3 separate regions of the Mus musculus genome follow, and all the other regions are linked to region 2. Evidence: chromatin contacts called from public HiChIP or PLAC-seq data. All regions are on one chromosome and are shown on one strand. Each heading gives the region's core, a stretch centred on a gene start, on an enhancer-like site or on the middle of the called end of the contact. The rest is flanking DNA. Distances are from core to core; before and after follow the strand shown.

The links. HiChIP or PLAC-seq counts read pairs in DNA pulled down with a chosen protein or histone mark.
Region 1: a CTCF HiChIP or PLAC-seq map of the NIH/3T3 cell line shows a contact between it and region 2, with 21 read pairs. The contact joins two enhancer-like sites. A contact is called at or near these places in 1 of 15 datasets of contacts at CTCF or cohesin (the NIH/3T3 cell line), 3 of 484 Hi-C or Micro-C datasets (group 2 innate lymphoid cells, liver and nephron progenitors), 2 of 115 datasets of contacts at active chromatin or transcription factors (embryonic fibroblasts and embryonic stem cells) and 1 of 9 other capture datasets (adipose tissue).
Region 3: an H3K27ac HiChIP or PLAC-seq map of embryonic fibroblasts shows a contact between it and region 2, with 13 read pairs. The contact joins two enhancer-like sites. A contact is called at or near these places in 1 of 15 datasets of contacts at CTCF or cohesin (the NIH/3T3 cell line), 6 of 484 Hi-C or Micro-C datasets (the HL-1 cell line, cortical neurons, fibroblasts and 1 more), 2 of 115 datasets of contacts at active chromatin or transcription factors (embryonic fibroblasts and pancreatic cancer cells) and 2 of 9 other capture datasets (liver and macrophages).

What each region holds. Positions count from the first base shown.
Region 1 is chr17:75,367,883-75,371,290 of GRCm38.p6, reverse strand. The region is part of intron 31 of Ltbp1 (latent transforming growth factor beta binding protein 1); the gene reads right to left. Among named protein-coding and RNA genes, the nearest start is that of Rasgrp3, 66 kb to the left of the region's middle. Within about 2 kb of position 1,735, at least 17 of the 459 cell types and tissues checked have an H3K27ac peak or open chromatin away from gene starts, as enhancers often do. A contact at or near this core is called in the NIH/3T3 cell line and embryonic fibroblasts, where this site is marked.
Region 2 is chr17:75,254,731-75,258,138 of GRCm38.p6, reverse strand. All of the region lies in intron 9 of Ltbp1 (latent transforming growth factor beta binding protein 1), which reads right to left. Among named protein-coding and RNA genes, the nearest start is that of Rasgrp3, 180 kb to the left of the region's middle. Within about 2 kb of position 1,953, at least 45 of the 459 cell types and tissues checked have an H3K27ac peak or open chromatin away from gene starts, as enhancers often do. A contact at or near this core is called in the HL-1 cell line, the NIH/3T3 cell line, embryonic fibroblasts and 1 more, where this site is marked.
Region 3 is chr17:75,166,369-75,170,044 of GRCm38.p6, reverse strand. All of the region lies in intron 4 of Ltbp1 (latent transforming growth factor beta binding protein 1), which reads right to left. Among named protein-coding and RNA genes, the nearest start is that of Ltbp1, 160 kb to the right of the region's middle. Within about 2 kb of position 1,269, at least 20 of the 459 cell types and tissues checked have an H3K27ac peak or open chromatin away from gene starts, as enhancers often do. A contact at or near this core is called in the HL-1 cell line, embryonic fibroblasts and pancreatic cancer cells, where this site is marked.

The DNA of each region.
Region 1 (3,408 bases), core at 486-2,985, 110 kb before region 2:
TGAAAAGAAAATCCTTTCTTTTAGGTAGCGTCCACCTAAACAGGAGACATTAGGTAATACTGTCATGGATCCTCATGTATATTCACTTCATGCATCTCATGCTATTTATCAGTCACTCATTTAACACCCACACGGGAAACAGAGATGACATAATTACACCTAGTCCCAGCTTTCTGAGTTCAAGTCTCAGGTCAACATTTCTGTTTATTTTAAATGAGATGATTGTATACAATATATATGTATTAAAAACAAACTCAAGTAGTGAAAAGGATATAAATTTATAAGAAGCCATCAACACAGCTATGCATGTTCTTTCTTTGAATGTATTACGCAAAAGACAGTTTACTCAAGTTGTTTTATGCCTCTGTATAAAATATGGCCTATGGCTGGCAATATGGCTCAATGGGTAAAGATGTTTTCTGGCAAGCCTGTTGACCCAGACCTACAGGATCTCACTACACACACACACACACACACACACACACACACACACACATACACACACACACACACACGATAAGTAAATGTAATAAAAGTTTAAAAAATGGCTTAGCAGCATTCTCTACCAGGCTCTGTAGCTGTGCTTCAGTTAGAAAATGCCTGCAGAGTATTCTCCACTGGACAGATGTATCACAGCTCATCAGTCGGCTCCAGACACAGGCAGTTTCATTTCTCCTTATGGTGTTTGGTTTTCTGTCACTCAAACACATCCATAAGATGTGTTCCCCAAAAGAGTTAGTGACCCCAGTATTCATATGCATTTGTATCTTCAGACTGCTTAGTTGCAATCTAAAAGGACAACAATTCTAATATACTGACCACTATTAAAATATGATTGAAATGTGTGCCTTTGTGCCACTGCCATTTCCATTGAGACTGTAACAAAAAAATGAAAGCGAGGGCCACTCTGACCAATAATACCAGAGCTCTCAAGAATGCTTCTAAGGTGGATGTATGCTGTAGTACAAGAGACTACCAACAGGGGGCACTCTCCCAACACTGCAGTTAACCCATTAGTTAACCCATTAGGTAAGCACCTGACATGCATACATTTTAGAAGGGAGCTCTCCATCAAGACCTTATGTTCAGTTACCTTACAACATGGCTTTCTGAATGATTTATCCATCGGGAGTAAAATTCTTTACATAGTCTAATTATAAACACGGCGATTCCTGGGTACTATAGAATCTAGTGTTCAAATGTGTCTGCCTTTCATTGCTCACAGAAAAAAGTTTATCTTCGTTTGATAACAACAGTATATATGTATATATGCATGTATGCATATATATGTATATATATTATATATGTGTGTATATGTATGTTTGTGTGTGTGTGTATATATATATATATATATATATTCCAAAAACATTAAGTTTATGCTTTATTTGGGCAAGAATCATTGGCCAACTGGGTATATATGACCCATGACCCATCCGGCCCGTCAATGTGCATGGCTGACACTGCTTTCATTTGATTTGCAACCCTCACTACTAACTCTAAAACCACGTCCTGTTGCCTGCATCAGCACACCATACAGGAACACTAAAAGGTTTCAGCTTCAATTCGCCACTCTGTTACTTTCATGTTTCAAAAAAAAATGCTGTGCATTTCAAATGCACTTTGAGTTCTGGGGGAGCGAGGACTTGATCACACTAAACCCACAGAGTCTGGAGGCAAGATGCCTGGATCTGACTCTGGCATTGAGCAGGCCTTGACAATGCAGGCTACTCCTCCTCAGCCACATCTCCTCCAGCAGGAGGCAGTGGTTGTGCATCTAAGATAGAGCCAACCGGGCGGGCGCCTTTCAACAATTCCTGGCACCGAGACCCATGAAAACCAAGCAGGAAATGTCTAATCAAAGATCCCACATTCTGATAACTCCGAGTTCCTTCCAGCCTGGCATGAAAACTTCCCAGAGAGCAAAGCCTGCCTCTCCCTTCTCTCATCTGAAATATGGATACAGTGGTTTATTTGGTTTGAACTTATTTGGTTTTCTTAACAGCCTTGCCTTTCAGATTCTCAGTTCACAGGATGATAAATGGATCAAATATCGATGTCCTCCCAAAAGAGACTCCAGCAACTGACATTGTAAGGGCAGGTAGAGAAGGTATTGCAGAAGTGGACGGGAAGAAGAGGAGGCAGGGTGGGAACAAGATAGGGAAGCCTGTGGAGTTCTAGAAGGCAGAGGTTGTTAGCACATGCCACCACACCACTGACACACGCCCTTCACCTTACCACCAATAATCAGGGGCTTTCTCCTAAACGAGCCTGCCATTTGGCCCCTTTAACTAGCTGAAGGCTGCCATCAAATCCAGAATGGCCCCCAAAGTGAACAAAATTACACAAGAACATAGTTCTTCTTGTGTGAGGTTCTCCTAACATAAATCCTTCACCCTCCACTCACTTCCCCCCCCCCATGCAGTGCCAACACACAAGGCAGAGTCTAGCTTCTGAGAGCTCAAGGAATGAGCCACTCCCACAGCCTCCACGTGCCAGTCTTCCCAGACTTGCCGCTTGAGCAAGAGTTAATGCCTATGACCTATTGGACCAGAAGTGTGAAGGCCTGTTTTGAGCCAGAGCTGTACTTTACACGGCACTTTAATGCTCAAAGCTGATGGCAGGCACTGCGATTTATTCTTCAAACTCCCCCAGCCTTGTTTCCATCAGTAACCAATCGTTCCCTAAAACAGGGTGGTCCTCCTTCAGAAACTGGAAGGTTCAGCGATGGCAGGCTGGGTTAATCCAGAGTTTAAATTAACAAAGGACAATGCTGTCCTTCTCAATAGTCTAGAAATGCAGAAATCGTGCGTTTAGAGGACTCAGAGACAGCGTTCCGAGCATGCAGTTTTAAAACGCGCACATTCTTTGGTTCCTCTGAAACACTAGTGACTATCATTGTGAGGGCAGGTTTGAACCTCCTCAGATGCTGCTCAGTGTCTCACTAGCTGTTGGACATACACTGGAGGCATGTTCACCAAGACTTGTCAGAATGCAGAACCCTGTACTCTCATCCTTCCAACCTCAGAACCAGGGCTGGAGTTCAGATGAGACTCTCTGCTCACTGGCTTGATCTTTATGTTTATGGAGCAGCAGTGTAGAAGAGAAAATTGTATAACAACAATCATTTCTACATCCGTGGATTCATGATCAGCTATTAGGTAGCTATATATTTTATAAGAGCCTTTGAATTTGATTACATTAGAAAACACAGCTGACTTGAATCTAGTGTACATGAGTGAGTAAGTGTGTGTGTGTGTGCGCGCGCGTGCGCGAGCTCTTGTACGCCATGTGTGTGAAGGTGCCTGCAGAGGCTAAAAGAGGGCATTAGATCTTCCGGACCTTGGGTTACAGATAGTTGTGAGCCACCTGACATGGTACTGAAAACCAAACTCAAGTCCTCCGGAGTAT
Region 2 (3,408 bases), core at 704-3,203:
AAGAAGATACGCACTAGGATGTGGTACTCTGGTGGCACACGATGACATTACATAGAGTACATACAAGCTTTGACACTTTAAAGGGATTTTCTTTCCAGATCTTCAGCCTCCAGTGTTTCCCTTGAAATGAACTCTCTGGTGGTCTTCCAGGAATTGAACCTGAGCCTTCAGGAATTCTATCAAGTGCTGAACCACTGAGCTGATCTCCATTCTTGATGTTCCCTTAAGAATACATCTACCAACTTTTCATTTATATCTCCCCTCCTTTGCTCAGTACCTTCTTGCTTTTCACCAAGTCCAAGCACACCCTTGCCTACCCAGAGGCACTCAGGAAACATTACCTTCACTATAAAATTCTCACTGGCATCAAAAGAATCAACAATTCCTAGGTATTGCCCCCTCCAGAGGAACACATAAGAAAGGCAGTAAGTCTGGTCTGTTTCACAGAGAAGTTGGAATTTGCTTCACAGGTTACGTGGATGACGTTTTATTAACTGAATGATCCATCCCTATGATCCCTAGGTTTCTATCAAATCAAGTCCATTTCTAATACAGATAAATTTAACATGAATCTACTGGGAAATATTTGGTTTACTCCTAAAATGCAGGTGCTAGCCTGAACATGTGAGTCTTTCACAATTATTTCAGAAGACGAATAAAGGAAAAAGTTGGATAAACAACGTACTAGAGCAAAGCAATTGTACTAGAGGTATTCTGTATAAAACAAAAGCCTGCTGCAACCTCTGTTAAAAGAGATGCCCTGTGCAAAATTATGTTCATAGAAACTGTATGATCTACACACAGCACAGTAAAAATCGCAAAGACCTTGGAGAAGGTCCCCAATTTCTTATTTTTGGATTCTTTGGTTTCTTGGGAAGAATCTGGGTGGAAGGTAGGTGAAACAAAATAAATATTCAATGTTTTATAGCATTAAATTATCATGTATGAGTGACCCTATTCTTAGTTTGTACCAATGAATTATCTGCATTATTTCCCAAATACAGAGACTTATCACCTAATGTATGATTCCATTTCTTTCTAGAGAATTTCCTTACCACAATGAAACTGAAGGGACTTCCTATAGTCAAAGCTGGGTAGCAAGACTGTATGGAGAAGTCAGTGAAGACTTCAGAGCAGAGGGGAAGTCCTGGGAGTTGGGGGGGGGGGGGGCTCTGAATAACAACAGTGATACATGGCATTCTCACAGCAGTCAGAGTAATAGCTGTGTTGGCCACATGCTGCTAAGTGCAGGAGGAGGAGAAAAAGGAATAAGAGAACAGAGAAAGAAGGGGAGGAGGAGGAAAATAAGCAAGGAGGAGGCATAGAAAATACATTAAAAATTGAAAATTTTCTAAAGGTACAAAACTAATCTATAGTTACAAGAGTAAGAACACTGATTACTTCTGGAATAGAAGAAAGTAAAATTTCTGGGGGAAACAGGTCAGTTGTAGGGTACAGGACATAGTCTATTTGTTGACCTGGGGAATAACTATCCAAGTATGTTTGCTTCGTGATAATGCGTTGAACTAGACAGCATGCAACTCTACCTTTGTATCTGTGCACTATTCTACACATGGATTACACACTCATAAAGAGTTTGTAAATGCAATTGCAGGTGAGTTTCATTTACCAACAAATATGATCCTTAAAAAATGTGCAATTTATTTTTTTTAAGACTAACTAAATTCTGTTATAGCTACACGTTAGGGGGACATTTTACCTATAAAGAGCCAGTCAGTGGAAGTTTGAGCAATGAGTATCACTGCCCAAATTCAGTACAAGTTCTGTTCATTTATTTTGCTCAAGTAAAACAACCAGGATAATAATAAAATGGTAGCAAAAGAAAGGGTGATGGGCAAGCCCTTCTTAACTCCTTTGAGAGGCTCATTCTGAGTCACTTACAGCTCAGTGAGGTGGGCAAGTGAATTAAGCAAATTACATCCTGCTTACTCAACCTGCTGGACTCGTGTATCTTACCCACAGCTCATGACAAACCTTCTGTTCAGCTCAGGAATGCCCTGTGTGTATTTTCAGAACAGTGAATCACTGAAAAGGTTTTCAAAACCATCTATTAAAAAACCAGCATGCATGCTACCAGTGTTAAAAGGTGTAAGGCATCTTATGGTTACATAGTTTGACACAATCTGAAGTACTTGGACAGGTTTTTGAAGGGCAGAAAACAGTTATGTTGACTTTTGTATCTGTAAAGTCATGAAACTGGTAAGTGATTTTAGGGGTAGCGAGAAATGTTAGCTTTCAAAAAATTGTTTAGCACTTAGACTTATAGCTAACTTGGTTTAGAGGACAGGGTCGTGTGTAGATCAGGTTTGCCTCTAATTCACTATAGGTAAGAGCATGACTTTGAACTATTCATTTTGTTATCCCTAGCTCCTAAAGTGCTGGGATTACAAATGTTATCATCATGGCCAGTTCAGTGGTGCTGAGGGTTAAACTCAGACACCAGTCAAACATACTACTATTGAGTTGTATAGCCTCACCCCCCCCATACTGCACACATCTGCATTTTAAATGCTCTTATCTCATGGTAGAGTGATGGTAAGGAAAGGCACTATGGAAGAGAGAAGTGTCTAGCATTTGATACTTCAATCAAAAGAGTAGGCATTCTCATTACTGTCTCCATGAGCAAAACATTCAAATGGCAGATGAAGAACACTCTAGATCTACCAGGAAACACAGCTAAATTTCTGGTTATGAAAGATGAAACAGATTATACCAATTCCATCATGCAGAGGACAGAGGGGCAGCTTTCAGAGAGGCATGTATATATATGCCATAAATCATTCTCTTGAAAAGATAATTACTGAATCACTAGAGGAGAGAGAGAGAAGAAAAGCTTTAAGGGCAATGATTTGAAAGCTTCTCAAATTAATGTGCGCACAGTTGGCTCTTTGTTTTCAGCGCACGTTGGTAAAAGATGCTCTGGGATATGAATTCACTTTGTTGAAGGAAATAATGTAACTCTAGTTATTAATCACTTTAATTTTAAATGTGCTTTGTAAACAGAGAGGACTGGAGACTGCGAGAACAATGTGGAAAGCACACGTAATTACATGCTTAATGGGTTCCTTTTGAATTTCTGTTGGGGATAACAAAATCAAAGAGCTTCAAGGCTCTAGGAAACCTAAGTGTATATATGTAATTCGAGGAAGTTCTATTTCATTTTGCCAACTAATAATGTCACAAAGGGAGGGAAATTAAGCTTTGCTCTCAATAGCAATTACAGGAGATTATGCCGAATGAAATCATATTGTTTCATGAGTCAAACTTCTCTGTAGTGTAATTTAGCAGTGCCTTCCTGAGGCACCACAAAATAGAATGTTCTGTGATACTTCAATCCAGAATCCTTGCCAGAAAGCATAATGCTGCTTTGCAGACTTCCTCCAGAGA
Region 3 (3,676 bases), core at 20-2,519, 87 kb after region 2:
AGTCAGAAGACTCTTACCCAAAAAATAGTTTACTCACCCAACAGGAACTGGCCCAGTGTTTCAAGAAAGAAAACACAGTCTGTTATAAACCAAACTAGCAAAACACTAATGACTTTTTGACATTTCATTCTCTGAGCTTTTTTTTGTAAAGTAGTTTTCTTTGACTTTATAGACCCTGAAGAGAGCCAATAACCCAGACATACTCCTTCAGTTTAGGGACAAGGAACACTCAGCAAGGTTCAGGAAAAATTCTAGACTGTAGTTCAGGGGCAGACATGACTACACTTGCCTCCACTAACTAGAAACAGAAACAGGGTGCACACCTTGTTCCCATGTTCCTGTCACCACAACAAGTGGTTCTATGATGCTCATTCTGACACTTCCTCCAGAACTCATCTGTCCAGAAAACATATGGAAGACCCCACCCCCAATTCTGAATGCTTCCCAGGACATACCAGTGTGTCCCATCCACAACAGACAATGGGATATGGATTGTTGTGACTCAAGCGTTAAAGAAAAATATCTTTGAAAGAAGACAGGTTCTGATTCTGTTAAAAGGATGAGGAGGAAGAGGAGGAGGAGGAGGAAGAAGAAGAAGAAGAGGAAGAGGAAGAAGAGAGAACAAGAGAGAAGGGAGAGGAAGAACGAGAACGAGAAGAAGAAAAGGAGTTCACTGAACCCATTTTATCAAGCTGGATGGAGGAAGCAATTGATAATTGTGATCTAAAATATGCAGGGAGAATTAATAGTTTACCCGTGGATGTGTTTTTGTCTTGTTTTGCTTTGTTTTGCTTGCTTGTTTGCTTTTTGAGGGGCGAGCAGGTAGTGAGAAACATTCCGGCCCAGGATGTTACTTCATTAGCTTGTCTTCCAAGGGGGAAAACATTGATGTCATTTTTTTTCATATGTGAAAGATCTCTACCTCCCTCAAGGTTTCCAGGCTAGTAGCTGAAGCACACACTTCAGACACCAGGGCATGGCCTTGGGTACAGAGGGGGCAGAGTAGGAGTTCACAAAGATGGCATCCTCGCTGTCAAGAAGAGGAAGGCAGAGAAATCAGCACTCACCTGCCCAGACCCACACCATCTGGCTGGGCTGCAGGAAATAGTGCTTAGTATGCCTTGTGTGACTCAGATTTTCTATCCCTTAATTTTGGAATGGAATTAGGTTTTATTTATCTCCACATTTGTTGTTTTTCAAAAAGCAAGAGAGTGGATACATTTGTCATTGCTCTGTCATTCACCATTCCCAGAAATAGCATCGGCTTGCTTGTATGTGGAGGAGGAAGGCTGACTACACAGGCAAACGGCTACTGGGTTATGCATTTACCAAGCAACAAATTCCAAGATTTGCCCACAAGCCTCAGGGGAGGCTCTTTCCTTCACAGATCTTAGCTCATCTCCAGTGTTCACTCTGATAAATAAGATTCTATGTCACCTATATAGTTCTTGTCACAAATAGTTCTGACAGAAATCAAACTTGTTTAAAGTAAATTAAGACCTATCCTGTTTAGGCACAACTGGCCCTCATCTTCAGCCACACCCACATGGACAGCCAGGGATTAACCAGGCCATGCTGCAGGATCTTTACTACCACACTTCCTTCCTTCACACATAGACTCGTCCCCTATAAAACGTCCTTCTTGCTCTCCCTGACAGCCATCCTTTGGATGCCTTTCCCTTCCCAAATTCTATCACCCTAAGTCCTGATGAATGGCAGAGACCCCTGTCCTTTTGATTCTGTCTCCCTATGTCTGTCGATGCCTCTCTACTTTGCCACTTTCCTTTTGCCTCAGTCAAAATGTAAAACAAAAACCGTGTGCCCTCTCATTCTCTTACTTGTCTCTCACCCTTAGTCTTTCCTATGTATAACTAATGTCCCAAAAGTTACGTGTCTGTCCTTGGAGATGAGAAATGGCCCAGAGGGACAGAGGTGGCTGTAAGAAGGAAGAGCAGTGAGCAAGGTGACAGAGTCTGAGGCTTCAGAGCTCACAGGAAGACAAGTGGGAGGGACAGAGGGATGGGTGATTCTCACCCAGCGACTCATGGTGCAAGTCATACGACTTCGAAGGAGTTGAATCGTCTGAAGCGTCTGTTACCTTCATAACCTGACTTGGAAATCGTCTATAGCACCAAAGACAGATAAATGCATAGGATAAAGTCAACTAGAACATTTTACAAATATAAATTAAGTATAAAAGGAAAAGAATGGCAAAAAGGCCGTCAATGAAGTGCTTGCCTTGGTACTGAATGTATGCCCCAGCACCCACACCAAAAAATAAAGCTGGGTGTGATAGCACACAAGTGCAATCTTAGCACTGTGACGGGGAAAACAGCAGCCCAGCCTACTTGTGTGCTTCAAGCCACTACAGATGCCCATCTTTAACAAAGAAAAGAAACTCTGTAGACCAACATACTGCTTGGCTGCTGATGGCCTCATATATGCACTCATTGCACTCATGTTCATACATGCCTCCATGTTCCCTCCTAGGAAGCTCAATCTCTCCCTACACACACACACACACACACACACACAGAGAGAGAGAGAGAGAGAGAGAGAGAGAGAGAGAGAGAGAGCAGAGCAGAGAAAGAAGGCCATACCCCTAAACCCTCAATAGGCATCTAAGTCCCTGGTACTAACAGGCCGACAATAGATGACTCAATGCACCCCTGATGGCCTATAATTATTTCTTATAAACAAAGAAAGAGAAACACAGGGAACAAAAACAACATTGTAAATTGAATGCATTTTGCTTTAAGAAGCTCTATAAAAGTTGAGTATCAACACTTTTGCAATTGCAATTACCAAAACAATTCTTGCTCAGTGACCCAAGGTCTCATCATTAGGAAAGCTTTCCCTGTTTCAAAATCATAGTATTTCGTCTCCAGTATCATGTGATAAATAAAATCTTAAGAATGATTCATTGCCAATATAAATAAATAAATAAATAAATAAATAAATATTACATAATTACAAATTGATTTTCAGGGTGTGAGCTAATTCTTTTTAAGTTACTCATTTTCAACTTGCTTGTTTTTGTTGGTGTGTGTGTGTGTGTGTGTGTGTGTGTGTGTGTGTGTTTGTTTTGTTTTGGTTTTGCCTCATCAAGATAGACCCTCCTCTGATGAATACTGTAGTGACTTTAAGATATATCAAAAAACCAACTCCATACCTCTTTCTTCAAGAGATGAAATCCAAATGGAATAGATGAAATGGATTGTGGGTCAGGGAGAGCTTCTTTGATGTTTGATTATTTCTGTGAAACTGAACAGGGCTTAATAGTAACTCCATATTCAGGTAAGTAAGATAAAATTCCTATAGCTCACAAAATTCACAAATTCTCAAAATGTAATTGGACTCTGGCTATCCAATCACCTAAAAGTATCTTACACAAAGTAGTAAAATAGTCCCTTGAGAATTACTGATCTCTCTTGACTATTCCAACTCATAGCTGTGGTTCCTGTTAAACTTCTATGAATAACATTTTAAACAGTCAAGATAGTGTGCTAATACCATTAGTCTCACAATGACTTGAGCTGGTGACACATCACATACTAAGCAGCTGTCTCCTCATAGGTTATAATGGAACTAACAAATCCCTATTGCTTAGTGACATCCTTAAGAGCTGAAGCCATACTCTGCTCAGATGTGTGATAACGATGATATGTGCATGTGT